Linked DNA regions of Pan troglodytes: region 2 is linked to region 1. The links are chromatin contacts, called in public Hi-C maps. All regions are on one chromosome and are shown on one strand. Each heading gives the region's core, a stretch centred on a gene start, on an enhancer-like site or on the middle of the called end of the contact. The rest is flanking DNA. Distances are from core to core; before and after follow the strand shown. Region 1 overlaps DGKB (diacylglycerol kinase beta). Region 2 has its middle 37 kb from the start of DGKB.

Region 1 (2,700 bases), core at 82-2,581:
CCCTATTTCTCAAATAGGCACTTTCCATTTGTTAAACTTGGATATAAAAATGGTTTGAGGTCATTTCTACTTCTAATGATTTTGAACACAGCACAGGATTTTAACATTTGATTGGATCTTAAAATACATGTTTACATTTTTTTTTCCAGACAATAGATTTTGAAGGTTTCAAACTATTCATGAAGACATTCCTGGAAGCCGAGCTTCCTGATGATTTCACTGCACACCTTTTCATGTCATTTAGCAACAAGTTTCCTCATTCTAGTCCAATGGTAAAAATTAAGCCTGCTCTCCTATCAGGCGGTAAGTTTACTTACTTTAAACATTTATATAGTACAAATTTCAAAGGCTAAATAAATATCTAGTTATCATAAAAGATGAATGATGATTTGCATAAAAATTGTTTTGTTACAGGGTTTAGACTTTCACAATAAGATTGTGTGAATCATTTAAAATGTTTCCAGTAAAATTATAGCTAATTAGAGAAAATATAATTTATCCTTATCTATCACTTGCTTTAGAATTCTATGTATAGGTAATAATTTGAAGACATATTTCCATCAAATTTGGAAAACTGCTCTTGTTAAATAACTAGATACGTATAGATTGCTGAGTATTTGAAAATGTGGTCACAAAGCAACTATATCTAAAAAGGTATAATATTTAATATCTATTTTGCTAATTGCCAATATACTTTCACATGTTTAGATTTGTAAGCTCAGAACAGAGATTTGATTTTTCTTTTAGATACTGTAAATTTGTGTCACCGTAGAGATGGTGTTTCTCTCATTATGGGTAGCTTTTTAGAGATGCATACTTACATTAATACCTGTTGTATCAATCTCCCTCCAGTCAAGAAAAGAGAAATTTCACTGTATTACCCAATGTAAAACAGTGTAATTGGTTAAGCTGTTTCAAAGGATTGAAAAAGCAAAAAGAAAAGACAGGTGATGTAGATAGACTCAAGGAAACATGTGCTGCCCTTAGATGGCAGTAATCACCACCTAGAAGCCCTGAGGAAAGGATTCCTTGGAGCTAGGATGAAATTCTGAGGTGAGGGGTTGCCTAGCAAACCTAGCCCTTGGACTTTTGTGGAAGTGATACTTCCTGGCTGCCTCTGGTAACTGGGGAATTCAAGACTAGTCTATAGCCCAGGAACTCAGACATCTGAGGAGGGTGCATCACCGTGGCCTGTCCCAGATTGCTTAGCAGGGAGCTCATTGTGCTTTTGTTGGTGTGGACATGAGCTAGAGACTAGAGCCTACACTGCTTTAGAGTCTGCAGGTAGAGACAACCTGCTACCGGGCTGAAACGCTGCAGAGATTCAACAGGAGCAGCAGGCTCTCTTGCTGGGTCCAGCCCCTTCTCCCGCGACTCCCCACCCCACCACCCCAACCCCTGTGCCTTCTCGTCTGTCTCTAGTGCCCTCTATGGATAGAACAGGAATCCACTGGCAATGAAGAAATGTCTGCAGCAGTGTTTCTCACTCTTCGATCACAGGACTCTTTGAACTCTTAAAAATTGAAGACCTGAAGGAACTTATGTTTATGTGGATGATATCTATTGATATTTACCATATTAAAGATGAGACATTCCAAAAATAACAAGAATCAAACCACTACCTGTTAACAAAAAATAACCCATTCTTATGAAAAATAACTATTTTCAAAAACAAAAAATAGTGAGAAGGGTAGCATTGTTTTGCATAATTGCAAATCTCTTTAATGCCTGGCTTCATGGAAGACAGCTGGGTAAATTATATCTGGTGCTATGTTTCTGTTGCTGGATCATATGTCATATAGCCTCTTGAAAACTTCACTGTACATTCAAAAGAGAATAAGAGTAAGAAAAGCAAATAATATCTTAATACCATTATGAAAATTATTTTGACCTTAAAAATCTCCTGCAAGGAGCTCAGGGATCCCAGGAGAGCCACAAGTCTAGAGAGTCCCAGCTCTAGTATCACAAAGTGGAATATAGAATTGTTGGTATAGAGGCCGGACACGGTGGATCATGCCTGTAATCCCAGCACTTTCGGAGGCTGAGGTGGGCAGATCACAAGGTCAGGAGTTTGAGACCAGCCTGGCCAACATGGTGAAACCCCGTCTCCACTAAAAATACAAAAAAAAATTAGCCGGGCATGGTGGCAGGCGCCAGTATTCCCAGCTACTTGGGAGGCTGAGACAGGAGAATCACTTGAACCCAGGAAGCAGAGGTTGCAGTGAGCCGAGATCGCATCACTGCACTCCAGGCTGGCAACAGAGCGAGACTCCATTTCACACACCACACACACACACACACACACACACACACGTGTTGGTATAGAGATAAGTTCAATAATGGACATTATGATAAATAAAAATGCAAGAACATGTAATTAAGAAATAGATGGTTGAGCCATAAATGAAACTTAGACAATATGACGAAGAGTCCATAATATTAAGCCTTATGTTGTACTGCTTCCCTTTCTTTCTTCCTTCCTTCTTTCCTTCCTTTCTTCCCTCCCACCTTCCTTCCTTCCCTCCTTCCCTCCCTCCCTCCCTTCTTTCTTTCTTTCTTTTTGTCTTTTTCTTTCTTTCTTTCTTTCTTCTTTATTTCTTTCTCTTTCTCTCTTTCGTTCTTTCGTTCTTTTGTTCTTTCGTTCTTTTGTTCTTTTGTTCTTTCTTTCTTTCTGAGACAGGGTCTCAGGCTTGAGTGCAG
Region 2 (2,700 bases), core at 96-2,595, 270 kb before region 1:
ATGGTAGCCAAATGGGGTAGAGCTAGAGGGTTTTCTGTCCATGAGAATGATTTTGGCTTCACCTAAAAGAAAACTTCAACTCAAAATGTCTCAAATGATTAAGAAAATATATTATTTCACTTTGTAAGGAGCTTGGCAATAAGCCGATTCAAGGGTAGAATGAATGAGTGAACAACAATGTAATCAAGGACAGAGTTTCTCGCTGGCGTTCCCTTCTGCCATCCTCACAATGTTGGCTTAGTTCCTTGGCTTTGTCCCCTTATGAACACAATATGACCTTGCACTTCCAAGAGTCGCATCCTCAAACAAAACATCCAATGTTCCAAAGCAGGAGCAGGGGGCGGTGTGTGGGGAGGAGAGTGCGACCTCCTTGTACACTTTTGAAAAGCCTGGGAACCCTCCTGGCAGCTGCTTCAGTGACTTGCCTCTCACCTCTCATGGGCCCGCATCATGTTCCTATTTCTGAATCAGTCATTGGCAAGGAGAATGCCAGTACTGTGACTGGAATAGAACAAATAAGGTCCATCCCTGCCTTATCCTGAGATAATAGCCACATTTCTGGAACCAAAGGAGTTCCATTAGCAAGGAAGTAGATGAATGTCAGCCAATGTTGTCTGGGCAAGGGCCAGTGAGCATGTTTCAGAGACAACCTAGGGAGTTAATTACAAATTATCTCCTCTGCTGTAACTCTGGTTTGTTAACCTTAAACCTTGAATGATATCTGGACAACCTTTTTTCATTTAGCTGTGAGCCTTACAGGAAAGGCCTGTGGCACACCTGAGCCAGAAAGGTAAGCGGAAAGTGGCATAACCTGGAACCTTCAATGTCATGGCAGCTGTGCCTTAGTAGATCCACAAGAGAAAAAAGAATCTGGGGCTAGGAGTTGGGGCTTCGAGATCCGTCTGCTCTTTCTCAAGTGGATATTTCTGTCCCAGTTTTCTCCTTGGAGGATCCATTTGCTCATTCAACAGATTTTATATGAACATCTAGCATATAATCAGGCTTAGTTCCAGGCACTAGGGATACATCAGCAAACAAAACAGAAGTCCATGTCCATGGTGCTTATGTTTTAGTTAGGTTAGTGGGGAAAGAAACACTGTGAAAAACAAAATAAACAAGGAACTCGCTTAGCACATTGAAAGGTCATAAGCCCTATGGGGGAAAAAAAAAAAGCTGAGAAAGGAGCAGAGGGGACTGGGAAGTGAGCAATTTTAAACACGGTAGTCAGAAACAATGACACTGCGAAATAGCATTTGAGAAAAGTCTTGAAAGAGGTGGGGGAGTGACCCATGCAAATGTAGTTGTGAGAAGAGCATTCCAGGGATTAGAAACAACGCATACAGGCCCCACAGTGTGAGGATGCTGGTGCCTCCCAGTAACAGGAAAGAGACCAGTGAGGCTTGGGGGACAGACTTTGCCTATAAGAGCCACAGCAAAATGAAACAAGGTTGTCAAGAGGCCTGGCTTTTGTCAGTCTAAATTTTTAGGGCACCAGCCACTGAATCTAAGATGGGTAGAAGAAAAAGAGAAAAAAATACCCTTTTTATGGGTCATATTTCTATAGTGATTGGGTCCTCCAGGGCAAAATGGGTTGAGCGCTTGCCTCCAATCCTGACTCTGTTAGTAGCTCACTTTCTCACCTTGGGCCAAGCCACGTCATCTTTCTGGATCTCATTCTGTTTCTTTTATAAAAGTAAAGTGCCTTCACCAGATTATCTGAGGTTCGTTTCAGATTCAACGTTCTATGATTCTTTGTGTCTATTATCTGATAGAGCCAACAGCTCACTCTTCAAATGTAATTGAGAATAATTGTAAAAATGTCACACAAAAGATGGTCAAAACGACTTTCTAAATGTGTTTGGGAACGATTTTAATTCAGAAATGAAGGCAGAATTATTTTAAGGTATTATTAGTATATAAATTATAGATATTTCTAAAGGTCCAAATATTTGAGCATTGGAAATAATTGTTTACAAGTAAGATAATATCAAGTGAGATAGTATATTTTTGTAAGTTTCAGTGAATTGCAACGTTTTCTTCCCTCAAGAGAAGAGTCTTCTATTGGTCTTTGTAGCTTGGTTATAAACCATTTAAGAAACGTCAATTAAAACCAAAGGTATGCCTCAGTAAAAGTTACAGAAAATATCATACCAAATAAGTTGATCGTTGACAGATTCCCAAGTCTGCATTATCCATCCATTTATTTCATAACATTTATTTTTAAATTAATCCAAGATTTAAATTTGTTGAGCATGAAGCCTTTATTCTATGGCCCAAATCACCCTTCAATGAGTCATTTCAAATAGTCATTCAAAATAAAGCCATTGAAATAGTCATTTCAAAAAAGTCCTCTCAAAGGGTCTTATTACAAATTTTGTGGGAAACTGAGATTCTTGTATAAATTATTCTCATAGGTTGACTGTTCAAAAGCTGTTAATTATTTCATTCACTCAGTAGACATGTAAAGAGCCTATTATGTGCTAGGCACTACTTTGCTTCTTGGAGACAGAGCTATAAAAATAGTTCCTCGGCCTATAGAACTTTACTTTTAGTTTACTCATGTTTATCTTTTACGTGTGAAATGGAATAACTTAGAAGAAACTAGGGTGCAATATTGAGTATTTAGAGATATAATTCTTAAACAAATGTTGCTGCCTCATATGTTTAAATTCAATTATTAAATATTGCTTGCAATTTTTT

What was found. A called contact is a pair of places that touch in the nucleus more often than the background predicts.
Region 2: a contact with region 1 is called in a Hi-C map of induced pluripotent stem cells, with 2.0 times the contacts expected there. The contact joins two enhancer-like sites. A contact is called at or near these places in 2 of 7 Hi-C or Micro-C datasets (both in induced pluripotent stem cells).

What each region holds. Positions count from the first base shown.
Region 1 is chr6:20,541,197-20,543,896 of NHGRI_mPanTro3-v2.0_pri, reverse strand. DGKB (diacylglycerol kinase beta) reads left to right here. Exons shown (of 26, transcript XM_063814062.1): 5 at 150-303. Among named protein-coding and RNA genes, the nearest start is that of DGKB, 240 kb to the left of the region's middle. Within about 2 kb of position 1,331, at least 1 of the 24 cell types and tissues checked has an H3K27ac peak or open chromatin away from gene starts, as enhancers often do. A contact at or near this core is called in induced pluripotent stem cells, where this site is marked.
Region 2 is chr6:20,815,261-20,817,960 of NHGRI_mPanTro3-v2.0_pri, reverse strand. It overlaps the pseudogene LOC107976044. Among named protein-coding and RNA genes, the nearest start is that of DGKB, 37 kb to the right of the region's middle. Within about 2 kb of position 1,345, at least 3 of the 24 cell types and tissues checked have an H3K27ac peak or open chromatin away from gene starts, as enhancers often do. A contact at or near this core is called in induced pluripotent stem cells, where this site is marked.